2 separate regions of the Mus musculus genome follow, and region 1 is linked to region 2. The links are chromatin contacts, called in public Hi-C maps. All regions are on one chromosome and are shown on one strand. Each heading gives the region's core, a stretch centred on a gene start, on an enhancer-like site or on the middle of the called end of the contact. The rest is flanking DNA. Distances are from core to core; before and after follow the strand shown. Region 1 overlaps Chl1 (cell adhesion molecule L1-like). Region 2 has its middle 190 kb from the start of Chl1.

What was found. A called contact is a pair of places that touch in the nucleus more often than the background predicts.
Region 1: a contact with region 2 is called in a Hi-C map of cortical neurons, with 2.2 times the contacts expected there. The contact joins two enhancer-like sites. A contact is called at or near these places in 4 of 39 promoter capture datasets (HPC-7-derived erythroid cells, embryonic stem cells, hippocampal neurons and 1 more), 35 of 484 Hi-C or Micro-C datasets (the 3T3-L1 cell line, the C2C12 cell line, the C3H10T1/2 cell line and 22 more) and 8 of 115 datasets of contacts at active chromatin or transcription factors (the 230-238 cell line, T-cell acute lymphoblastic leukemia, a beta-TC-6 cell line and 5 more).

Annotation. Positions count from the first base shown.
Region 1 is chr6:103,671,353-103,677,376 of GRCm38.p6, reverse strand. Chl1 (cell adhesion molecule L1-like) reads right to left here. Exons shown (of 27, transcript NM_007697.2): 9 at 2,220-2,404. Among named protein-coding and RNA genes, the nearest start is that of Gm52915, 17 kb to the left of the region's middle. Within about 2 kb of position 2,851, at least 35 of the 459 cell types and tissues checked have an H3K27ac peak or open chromatin away from gene starts, as enhancers often do. A contact at or near this core is called in cortical neurons, where this site is marked.
Region 2 is chr6:103,319,594-103,326,306 of GRCm38.p6, reverse strand. No RefSeq gene overlaps it. Among named protein-coding and RNA genes, the nearest start is that of Chl1, 190 kb to the left of the region's middle. Within about 2 kb of position 5,401, at least 6 of the 459 cell types and tissues checked have an H3K27ac peak or open chromatin away from gene starts, as enhancers often do. A contact at or near this core is called in cortical neurons, where this site is marked.

The DNA.
Region 1 (6,024 bases), core at 1,602-4,101, 350 kb before region 2:
GAAGAGGGAAATAGAAGAAGACAAAGAAAATGTAATAAAGACAGCCTCTGATCTCCTGATAATTAGTGCTGTTTATAGCTACTGCTTTCACCCTCTAGGGAGAAAAACACTTCTTGATGATGCTCAACTGTTCCCACACAGGTGTGAGGAGACTGAAACATGCTTCTGAGTGTATGTTTACTATTTTCTCACTAAAGTGAAATTATTCAATATTCTTAATAAAAATAATATTTACATCTCGGAACCACTAATAGCTATTTTATAAATAGTGGAGATAATTTGTTCAAGAAACCTATATCCCTTTGGAATCCTACAGTCAACATTTTAAGTTGCATAAATAATTTTACTAGTATAATATTTTTTGCAACATTTGCAGTTCTTTTTGAAAGCTTTAGTCTTAATAGTCAAGAAAACCGAGGCCAGATTGTTAAAATATTCAGCTACCGTAGCAACGCAGCAGCCATCTGGAAGGATTTTCTAACAGTCAGCAACTCAGGGTTAGAAGCGGCTAATAATTATGTATGTGTGGTTCAAGTGTGTGTTTGTGTGTGTGTCTGTGTGTGTGTGTGTGTGTGCTAGAGAGGCACCAGGGGCAAGGGAAAATATCTCCATCAAAAGATGCAGGAAAAATTATAGACAAGTGTCAATTGATGTCTAAAATTATAGTGCGATCTTTCAAATTTCCCTAAATGTCTTTTTGAATAACTTATTGTCAGAGGAATATATTATTATCGATAGATGTTGATGTTAATATCTAACATTGTATTCTGTTCTAAAAAGATTTGCGTTGTTGATCCTAACAAAACAAATTCCTCCCTTTTAATTTTCCTGTTCTTTCCTTAACTAAGAAAACAGTATAGAAAGGGCTGAGAAATTGTGTTAGTCCAAACAGACTTGACTCAGTCAATTATTGAAACATTTACTTGTGAGTGAAATTTGCCTTTGGAACTCTTTTCTCTTCCACTAATTAAAACAAAAGGCCACCATGGACATGCTTCTGGCACAGAATGAAGCTTTAAAAGAGAACTTTATCTGAATATTAATGGAGACCCTATAGTTCTAGTTCATGAACTGGCAGCCTGGGAGAGACAATCATCCTCCATTGGTAAGCCAACACAGCACTAAGTACAAAGGTCCAAGAGAGTGACTACTGCATTATCTTATTGCCACAGTTACTTCAACCCCAGAGAGAAAGCCTGGTTGTGACTGGATCCTCAGGAAGGAGTCTGTGTCAATCAAATTTACAGCAAGATCAGGCAACCTCAACTCCAGCACTGCAGCCACAGCCTGGATATCTAATTATTGTGAATGCTACTCATGAGAGTAATGCCATCATCACCAAATTAATTCCTTTCTTTCTTTCTTTCTTTCTTTCTTTCTTTCTTCCTTCCTTCCTTCCTTTCTTCCTTCCTTTCTTCTTTCTTTCCTTTTCCTTCCTTCCTTCCTTCCTTCCTTCCTTCCTTCCTTCTTTCTTTTCTTTCCTTTCTTTCTTTCTTTCTTTCTTTCTTTCTTTTTTACATTCCTTATTAGACATTTTCTTTATTTACATTTCAAATGTTATCCCCTTTCATAAAAAAAAATGGCAGAAAATCTCAGTTGATCAAAAGAGTTCAGTTTTTATGGTTAGAAGATGAAAGTAATATATTTGGTACTATTTGATAAAAAGTATTAGTATTTGCACCATGTGGTCTCTTCATACATACTCTAAGTGATGTATTGAGTACCAGGGTACAGAACAAAAAAAAGGCTCGAATGAGGAAAAATGTAAGACGATTCATCTGACTGTGATCACAGACACAGAAACTGAGTGGCAAGATTAGCAAGCACTCCCCACCTCCTTCCAGGGTCCTTGCAGTAATGTTTGATTTCACAAACATGACCTTATTTATGAGCATCATGTGTGCATTATAATAAAAACCATTTCATGCAATAAAACCTTACAGGAGGCTAGGTTTAATGACATTTTAAACTGGCCATGGAGGTGGTGTATGTTTAGAGACTAAGCTGTCTTCTTGACATTTATGCCTTCCATATGGTTTGGGGTGATAAATTACAAGACTGATTAATTAAGTGTAGTGTTACTCAGTGCCCACATTACAACTAAAATTGCAAGCTAATGATCAGCTTTAACACCTGCATTGTTGAAGCAAAGGTCTGTGATGGCATGCACTTGTTTTTTTACTCCGAAGTAGAAACATAAATCCTCATGGAAGGCGTACCTTCTACTGTGACGTGAAAATCATGACTGGCTTTCCCCAACAAATTGTTGGCTGTACAGCGATAATTTCCTCTATCCTGGTAGGAGATGTTTTCTATCTTCAATGTCTTTTCATGAACTTCAATTGTTGCTCTTCCCTCTGGTAATTCACTACCTGGTTTGCTCCACTGGATATGTGGAGTTGGTCTGCAAGAAATATAATTAATGAATAGATAAGTAAATGTCAATTATAAGTAATATCTCATGGTGTACCTATTATCATGCTGAGTTTACATATGCAGGAAGTTTTATCAGCCTTACCAATGGACACATATCAAGTTTGAATAAGCGTGTTTCATCATAAGCTCTTTTAATGGTCTACTCCCTAGGAATCTTTTCCGTTCTGGAAGGAGGCTAAGTCTACGTGAGGGCTGAATCAATGAAGCTGTATGCAAAATGGATAACTGAAGTCCAGAGAAATAATATCACAAGGTATTTGTCAGGTGTGAAATTCTCCCCGTGGTGGTCAGAGAGCAACAGCTCCTTTCCCTGTGCGACTTCCCACACCATGGCACTGCAGCCAGCAGAGGCAGGCAACAATTTCCCCTTGAATCCTAATGAAGCCAATTTTGGCTAGAGTGGCTGAGGAGTGGAGCCAAGTGCGTGGGCTGGGTGGAGGAGCAGCTCTTTCACTTTAGGACAGCTTGGAGTGCCCAGCACAGACCTTGATTTCCTGCTCTGCGGAAAGAGGGAAGGAGACAAGAACCCGGAATCTCCCTAATTCCGGAGCATTTGGGAGATTGCTTCACAAGATCAAAACAAACAAAAGCAATACAAAAGGCAAGGATTACCTTACCACGTGCCTCACAATGAAGGGAAACAGAATCTAGGGCCAACATGTGAGGAAAACCCCCTTCTCATAAAAATGAGAGTGGAAAAGTGACATCCAATGAAAACTGTGACTTCATCGTGTTGCTGATAAGCAACTCTAAGTGGCAGACAACTTATTTTTTCTCCTCCTACAGGATTGGAAAGCACATAATTCTGATATTTACCATATTTCTGGTTTCTAGTCACTACACTGAGAACAATCTCAGGGTGACATGGATTACTGTTATCATTTAATCACTATCAAACCCAATGCTCCCAGAAGGTAAATAAGACTTATCAGATTCAAATTTACATTGTTTTCTTAGTGGGTTCCATAAGAGTCCATCCTTCCTAACGGTATAGTCTTATGCTTGTGGTCAAACTTGCCATTGGTCAGGAAGTATATAATAATTTTTCAAAATGTATTATTATTATATGTTCATGAGTGTTTTGCCTGCATGTATGTACATGCACTACATGCGTGTCTGATGACCTTGGGGCCAGGAGAAGGCATTGGGCGCCCTAGAACTGGAGTTCCAGATGGTAATGAACCACCATGTGGGTACTGGGAATCAAGTCAGGTCATCAACAAGTGATCTTAACCACTGAGCTATCTTATCTGCCCAGCCCCAAGAATTAAATCAATGTCTCAAATTTTTTATTTCAGTTATTTCAAATTACTTGCTCACACTGATAATGAATAAAATAGCTCAGTTATTAGGAAACAATGACATTGGAGGTAAATATAAAGTTCTTTCTTACAAACATTTGCTATTTTTCGGTCAAAGCCAAAGTGGTTAACCTCACAGTTTTCTAACAATCTCCTTTTTGACCAAGCCCAGCACCCGTGCTCAGCAGATATCCTTCGGAAATGGTCACTGCAGTCAGACAGACACATATGGGAGTATATTGATTATCAGTTGAATTCTACAGAGCATGCCACCAAGCAGTGGTGGGATTCTGAATCTCCTACCTGCTTGCCTTTTATACCATCTGTCAAAATGGCCATCTGCCAAGTGACAGGTTGCCCTGGGCCTCTGTTCCTCTCACACAGATTTTCATGAGTCTGTGCTTTAGCAATGCAAGCACCTCAGTTTCCTGAATTTCTTCTTTTATTTCTGTTCTTGAAAAAAATCATTTGTCTATCTCCTCACTTCTTATAAACAAATTAAATTATTTAAATCCGGTGAACATGACATCACAGGTAGGGACAATTTATTCAGCTAGGTTAACAGCTCTTCTATCCTGGACAGCTCTGTTTTGTTTGATTCTGTGCTTTATTTTTAAGGAGTACTTGCTAACAGAGTCTGAACAACGATGGATTGAGGAAACATTGAGCTATTTAATGATTTTTGTCTGTTTTCATAACTTCAAATATTTGTTTCAGTTTTTACGGTGGTAACTTTTCTTCTGATTCTTGGTGAAAGCTGTAGGATCCATAGAAAGCTTCCATCCTTAAGTTCATGATGACTCCGCTTTCATTTCACACAGCGTGAGTGTGAATTATTAAAACAGCACATTCTCACTGTCAATAAGGTGGCAGGGATGCGACTATATTTCTCAACTAATGAGAGTCAAATATCAGTTAACTCTTCACCATTTCCAGGATATCTATAAGCTCCCAGCTTTCCAACATGCATGTGTCTCTGGAAGCTTCCCTCACTTAATTAGTAGTATTAGTGTGTGTGTGTGTGTGTGTGTGTGTGTGTGTGTGTGTGTAAACAGGATTGGGCGTGTTAGTGTGCATATATGTGCATACAAGCACAGGTCAGAGGAGGAAATCTGTGTTTTGTGTTCTGCTCTCTCACTTGGAATTAATCTCATCCCCTCCACATCCCTGCCAACTGCTAGGTGGGTTTGCATCCAATCTGACTTTTTTTTTAATTAGGTATTTTCTTCATTTACATTTCCAATGCTATCCCAAAAGTCCCCCATTCTGTTGGGAAAGGATCTTTACCTATCCTAAATCAGGTAGGGGACTAATATCCAATATATATAAAGAACTCAAGAAGGTGGACTCCAGAAAATCAAATAACCCCATTAAAAAATGGGACTCAGAGCCAAACAAAGAATCCTCACCCGAGGAATACCAAATGGCTGAGAAGCACCTGAAAAAATGTTCAGCATCCTTAATCATCAGGGAAACGCAAATCTAAACAACCCTGAGATTCCATCTCACACAAGTCAGAATGGCTAAGATCAAAAATTCAGGTGACACCAACTTGACTTTTTAAGTGAGTGCTGAGAGCTCAATCTGAAGTCCTCAAGCTTGCACAGAAAGCATTCTTAGCTAGCAGTCCAAATGTCTTTAATATCATTATTTACTTAGGCAAATGGTTAATGTAACCACCTCAGAGCAGATATAAGCAAACTCCTCACTGTTTTCCCTGTTTAAGCTGAAAGGGTGCATTTGGCTAACATAATGCTGATGTGAGTTACTCCTAGAGGAGTTTAAGGTCGGGGGCAGACAGAGATGAATGGGCTTCGTTTTCCATTCAGCTTAGAAAAGCTCTTGTGCTTTTGTGTGAGGTCTGTGGGCTTCTTTTGCACATGGGAATACTTACAGCCAGGGAGTGTCAGGAGGAAACTGAGTTGATGATGTATGTGACAGTATGCTATCACTATAATTAGTAGTTTGTACTTTATTATTCTATAAGTTGTGTGATTTTAAACATCCTTGAGATATATGTGAAGTCCTTTCAAAAACTTTTTCAATAATATTGTTGGAGATTCAACAATGAAGATTCAAAGGAACACTGGAAAGAGTGGATAACCCAACTCAGATCAATTGTGGGGAGCAGAGGGGAGTAATCTCTTCTTCTAACAAAGTATCAGGAACCTTTGTGTTGCAAAGAAGAAGAACTCTTTGTGGATGTCTATTGCCTTTTTCTTATGTGCCTTCCCCAATATTCTAGTCTCTACAAGGCACGTGGGGCCACCTTTATAAGTGGAGGACA
Region 2 (6,713 bases), core at 4,152-6,651:
AAATCTTCTATAACCCCTTTTAAAAAATCATTTATTATTATTTTTTGCTTTTTTAATTGGATATTTTCTTCATTTACATTTCAAATGCTATCCCAAAAGCCCCCCATAAACCCCCCGCCCTGCTCCCCTACCCACTCACTCCCACTTCTTGGCCCTTGCTTTCCCCTGTACTGGGGCATATAAAGTTTGCAAGACCAAGGGTCCTCTGTTCCCAACAATGGCCAACTAGGCCATCTTCTGATACATATGCAGCTAGAGACACGAGTTCTGGAGATACTGATTAGTTCATATTGTTGTTCCACCTATAGGGTTGCAGATCCCTTTAGCTCCTTGGGTACTTTCTCTAGCTCCTACATTGGGGGACCTGTGTTCCATCCCATAGCTAACTGTGAGCATCCACTTCTGTATTTGCCAGGCACTGGCAAAGCCTCACAGGAGACAGCTATATCAGGGTCCTTTCAGTAAAATCTTGCTGGCGTATGCAATAGTGTCTGTGTTTGGTGGCTGATTATGGGATGGACCCCCAGGTGGGGCAGTCTCTGGATGGTATCTTCTGGTAGTACTATGCCCAGTTTTCTGAGGAACCACTAGACTGATTTCCAGAGTGGTTATACAAGCTTGAAATCCCACCAGCAATAGAGGAGTGTTCCTCTTTCTCCACATCCTTGCTAGCATCTGCTGTATTATTTTATGTATTTACATTACAGTCATTACTCTCTCTTAGTCCCCTCTCCCACAGTTCCTCATCCCAGTCCTCCTCCCCTTTGCCTCCAAGAGGGTACTTCCGCTCCCACCAGGCTTCCCCCTACTCTGGGGCCTCAAGGCTTTCAAGAATTAAGCACATCTCCCATTGAGGCCTGCCCAGGTAGACCTCTGTTATATTTGTGCTAAGGGCCTCCAACTGGCCCACTTTTTCTCCCCACTGTTTTTTTTTTGTTTTTTTTTTTTTTGGCTTCTGTGTCAAAGATCAAGTGTTCATAAGTGTATGTGTTGTTTCTCGGTCTTTAATTCTATTCAGTTGATCTACCTGTCTGTTTCTATATCAGCATCATGTAGTTTTTTATCACCATTGCTTATAAATACATCCAGGGATGGTGATTCCACTAGAAGGTCTTTTATTGTTGAGAATCATTTTGACTATCCTGCATTTTTTGTTTTTCCATAGAAGTTGAGAACTTTTTTCCATGTCTGTGAAGAATTTTGAAGATTACAAGAACTCACAATTCTGAACACCTATGCCCCAAATGGAAGGGCACCCACATCTGCAAAAGAAGCATTGCTAATGCTGAAAAGACACACTGAATCTCACACAATAATAGTAGGACACTTCAACACCCAACTCTCACCAATGGACAGGTCATTGAAACAGACACTCAACAGAGACAAAGTGAAACTATCAGAAGTTATGAACCAAATGGATTTCACAAATATCTACAGAACATTTCACCAGAGAGAAAGAAAGGGAGAGAGAGAGAGAGAGAGAGAGAGAGAGAGAGAGAGAGAGAGAGAGAGAATATACCTTCTTCTCAGCACCTCATGGAACCTCTTCCAAACTGATATAATCAGACAAAAAACAAACCTCAACAGATATAAGAAGATTGAAATAATCCTATATGCCCTGTCAGATCATCACAGACTAAGGCCAGACTTTAATAACAACAAAAACAAAAGAAGTCCCACATATTCATGGAAACTAAACAACTTTCTGCCTAATGAAAACATGGTTAGGGAAGACATAAAAAAGGAAATCAAGGACTTTATAGAATTCAGTGAAAGTGAATAAACATTACACCCAAACTTATGGAACACAATAAAAGAAGTGTTAAGAGGGAAATTTGTAGCACTAAGTGCCTTCGTAAATAAACTGGAGAAATCATATATATATACAAGAAACCTAACAGCATACCTGAAAGTTCTAAAACATGCAAGAGGAGTAGAAGTCAGGAAATAGTCAAACTCAGAGCTGAAATCAACCAGTTAGAAACAAAGAGAAGGACACAAAGAATCAACAAAACCAAGAGCTTGTTCTTTGAGAAAATCAACAAGAAAGATAAACCTTTAGCCAAACTAATTAAAGTACACAGAGACAGTATCCAAATTAGCAAAATCAGAAAAAAAGGGAGACATAACAACAGAAACTGAGAAACTCATAAAATCTTCAGAACCTATTACAAAAGCCTATAGTCTATAAAACTGGAAAATCTAGGTAGAATGGATGAATTTCTAGACAGATATCACACACCAAAATTAAATCAAGATCAGGTAAACTATCTAAGCAATCCCATAACCCCTTGGGAAATAGAAAGAGTCATCAGCCCCCCTCCCCTAAACCAAAGAAATCTCATGGTCAGATGGTTTTAGTGCAGAATTCTACCAGACCTACAAAGAAGAGGTAATACCAGAGTACCTCAAACTAATCCATGAAATAGGAACAGAAGAAGCACTACCCAATTCATTTTATGAAGCCACAGTTACTCTGATACCTAAATCACAGAAAGAGCCAACAAAGAAAGAGAACTTCAGACCAGTCTCACTTATTAATATTGATGCTAAAATACTCACTGAAATTCTAACAAACCAAATCCACGAACACATCAAAACCATAATTTACCATATTCAAGTAGGCTTCATTCCAAAGTTGCAAGGGTGGCTCAATACAGAAAATCTATCAACATACTCAAGGAAAAAAAGTCACATCTTATTGGATGTGAAAAGCCTTCTATAAACCCCTTGTAGATAAATGTCCCTTCAAAATATTATTTTAATTGTGTATCTCTTTGTCCCATACAAGTGCATTATTATCTATTAAATAATTCTTTATATTGATTTTTAGAATGTATTCTATTCTGCATTTTTAATTTGTATCATTCAAGGCTGAGTTTGAGGTATGGAGTTCTCTGAAGTTACTCAATATTTTTATACTCTTCCTTCCATGTAAGCATACCTGGCTTACTTCACAACACATCAACATGCTCACATGCATTGAGATTCACATACACACATATAAACCCATCCCCTGAGCATGTAAAATACATAAAACAGAATAGAGAAATAAGAATACATACATGGCAAACTGAGGGGTTAAATTCAGTGACCTCTAAGGTGACACCTAAACTCTTTCTTCTAAGCTGTTACTGGTGAGATCTCACTGTGCCAGGCAAGGTAATAAGTATTTCAGAAAACTGTCTCATATAACTCTCATAAGTCTTTGAGACAAACAACTATTATTGTCATAGTTTATACATTCTTGGACCAGGGAGTGGTACAATTTTGGAGGTATGACCTGGTTGGAGTAGGTTTGTCACTGTGGGTGTGGGCTTAAGACCCTCACCCTAGGTGCCTGGAAGTCAGTCTTCCACTAGCAGCCTTTGGATGAAGATGTAGAACTCTCAGCTCTGCCCGTGCCATGCCTGAATGGATACTGCCATGCTTCCACCTTGATGATAATGGACTGAACCTCTGAACCTGTAAGCCAGCTCCAATTAAATGTTGTTTTTATAAGACTTGCCTTGGTCATGGTGTCTATTCACAGCAGTAAAACCCTAACTAAGACAGTTATCAAGACCTTGTTTGAGAATGAATAGTAGCAGACAGGAGTACACACTTTGATTAAGATTGTGCAACTTGTAACTGACACATTTTACAAGTAGTCTACAGTGTAAGACATGCATATTATGACACAATTTTTAATTATGTAATGTTGAGAAGCAACTTTTGGTCACTGATCTTTATCCTGCTTGTAAATACATCAATGGTGGCAACATTGTATGTACTTTAACAGTACAGAATCCTTAACACCATTGTTTGACTTCAAGTCTCAGGTTTGGCAACTCTATGGGTATGACCTGCACCAGTATTGACATCTCTGTGCCTGTTTTGCATCTGAAAATTGAATCATTATAATTGGTTACTTATAAAAATTGAGTGGGATAAATAAAATATGTGCCCCTTTATAATTAATGATTCAAAAGAAGTTGGATAGTATAAAAAATGATAACAATGTCAAAAGCGTTGAAAGTGAACAGAAAATGGAAGTCTATATGTGATTCCAATACTTGGAGGATCAGGAGTTCAAGGTCACCACTGGCTACCTAGAGAGCTACAGGTCACCCTGGGCTACACCCTGGTCTCTCTAAAATTAACAGATAAGGAGACACATTCGCTCTTTTATTGAGATCTATGGGGAATTGTAGTAGAATATATACATCAAATTGGTCAGTCTCTGTTACCATTCACAGTTCAGGGAAAATTAGAAAATACTACAGAAATAAAACTGTCTTTGATATTGAGAATTGATCCAGGGACTTATCCATGTCAAGTATCTACTTCCCTGATGAACTATGTCTCTAGCCCTGAAATTGAACTTTGCCTTTTTTATTTCATAAACAACCATCCAATCTTTTGTTTTCTCATATTAAGTGCACTCAATTGACAGAAAAGAATGGGGGTCATTTTCCTAGCAGTTAGACAGCTCTACATAGAGGATTTGCCTAGCATAAATGAGATCAGAGGGAGAAGGGAAAGCAAGCAAGGAAGGAAGTCTACATGCCTGTTCAATAGAAGGCCTGGTGTATGAAGACAGTGACTTGAATAGAAAAGGATGGTTTCCTACTCTACTCTTCCAAATCAACTGGAAAAGGAATTAAGCTTGAGAACCTTGGTTCATCCTAATACAGTCTCATTAGCACATTTGGTAAAGCAGGAGCCAGAGGGACCAGGATGAATATACTTTGTATATAAAAGGACATTGATCCAAATTGTTTTGTGCAAACACAAAATCAAGGGATGTTATGAGAGCAGAACTGAGTGACTTCCAGAAAGTTCTAGAACCCTGCTTTCCAAACAGTCTGATTTTTTTCATCCTACTATTTATTGAATGTACATGTGCATCTGTGTGTGTGTGTGTGTGTGTGTGTGTGTGTGTGTGTGTATGTGTGTCTGTGTATATGAATATCCATGTGTTTCGACATATGTATGTGTGTGCCTATGTATACATGGGCATCTCTATACATATGTGTGCATGGGCATGTGTGCCTTTAATGAGTGTGTTTGTGTGTTTCTTTATATGTGTATGACTGTGCATGTGTCTATGTGTGTTTATGTATAAACATGAACATTTATGCCAGTGCATATGTGTATATATGTCCAAGAATGTGTATATATAAGTGAGTGCATACTTACATTACTGGATATTTATTGCATGAATACGTGTATGGATATAAACATGATATGCATAAATATATGTATATATATATTTCATTCTGTATATTCTGTCAAGTACCCACTCACAGTTCTGTTGCATAATTTATGTCATGAATAATTGATAGTATCTGTAGAGGAAGTTTAAGTTAATTTACATCAAGATCCTTCTTAGATTCGTTTGGCAATATTTCACAGCTGCTCATAAAGCCGTGGGAATATAGATGTGGCTGTTTTGTTTGTGAACCTTGTTTTGCTGATGCAATGCTGAACTACAAAGGCATATTCAGAAAAGCACATCTCAACAGGCAAATCAAATGCCACTGTAACTGAGGTCTGCATCTTGGGAAGGCTTCCCCTCAGCCTCTTTGTCACTGCCTAAAACAAGCTGTGCCGTGCTGCGCTATTTCAGACAAAGGGCTCACAAGAGAAAGGCAATAAGACTCTTCTTACATGCTTAGGCAGAGTGAGTAGACCATACCTTCTACTTTTTCTAGCATAGTACCCCATCATGAGTCACTTGTTTAATGAAAAACATGTTACACTCCCTGTTTCACAGAAATAAAGAACTATGGCTTCTAATCCATCAGTGTTTCCTTGGTAAACATGATTAATTCCATCTAAGATCAGAGTAACATTTTCTTTTAATATTTTCTTTTCTTGTAGATAATAATTCATGCTCTGGGTCATTAGTATAAAGGCCCATGTCTAACACCTTCATCTTTAAAACTCCCACACCTGGAAGTCAGAACTCTCATACAGGCAGACTGGTGACATTTGATTTCTTTGTTAGTGTAGCCATGCTGCCTTCCCCTCATTGGGCCAGTGAGGAATCCCCTGCTTTCCCAGTCTGATCTTTAGCACAAGCTGATGCTGAGGATCTGCTTATTGTCAACATCAGCCTCATTACCAGGCTGTGGGCTGCTAAGGCAATGACATGAGCAGCTTAGCTGAAGACTAATGTGCTCACCTGCCATTTGTGAACTGCTGGTATGCAACATGCTAGAAAGCGTGAGTGTCAGGTTGACAGTTCTGTACTGCCACAGCTACAGCTCCTGGCACTTAGGGAACAAATGGCAGGAAGAAGAGAAGAAAAGAGAAACGGTATTTATGTGTGTCTTTGGTGTTACTCATTCTTAACAAGATTTTGTCCAAAAAGGCTCAACTCTTTCAACTCATATATGTCCGAGAAAAAAAAAATGTGTAATAAAAATATCTGTAAGTTGTTGCTATTCATACAATATAAATATAACAGTTATTTAAATTTATTAGTCTATTCTTTCTTCTTTTAAATATTAGATGAAAACCACACTTTGAGAAGCACACAGATTTGACAGTCTTTAAACAATACTAATAGCACAGCTTTCATGTAAATGTTTTCTGTATATGGAAATGAGTTACTTTACTTTAATCCTTATAAAAACCCTTCTGGAGGAAATAATTATATTTCAGAATTTAGTAAAAAGAAATGGACATTCCACATAGTGAAGAAACTATGTTCCAAGAAAACAATT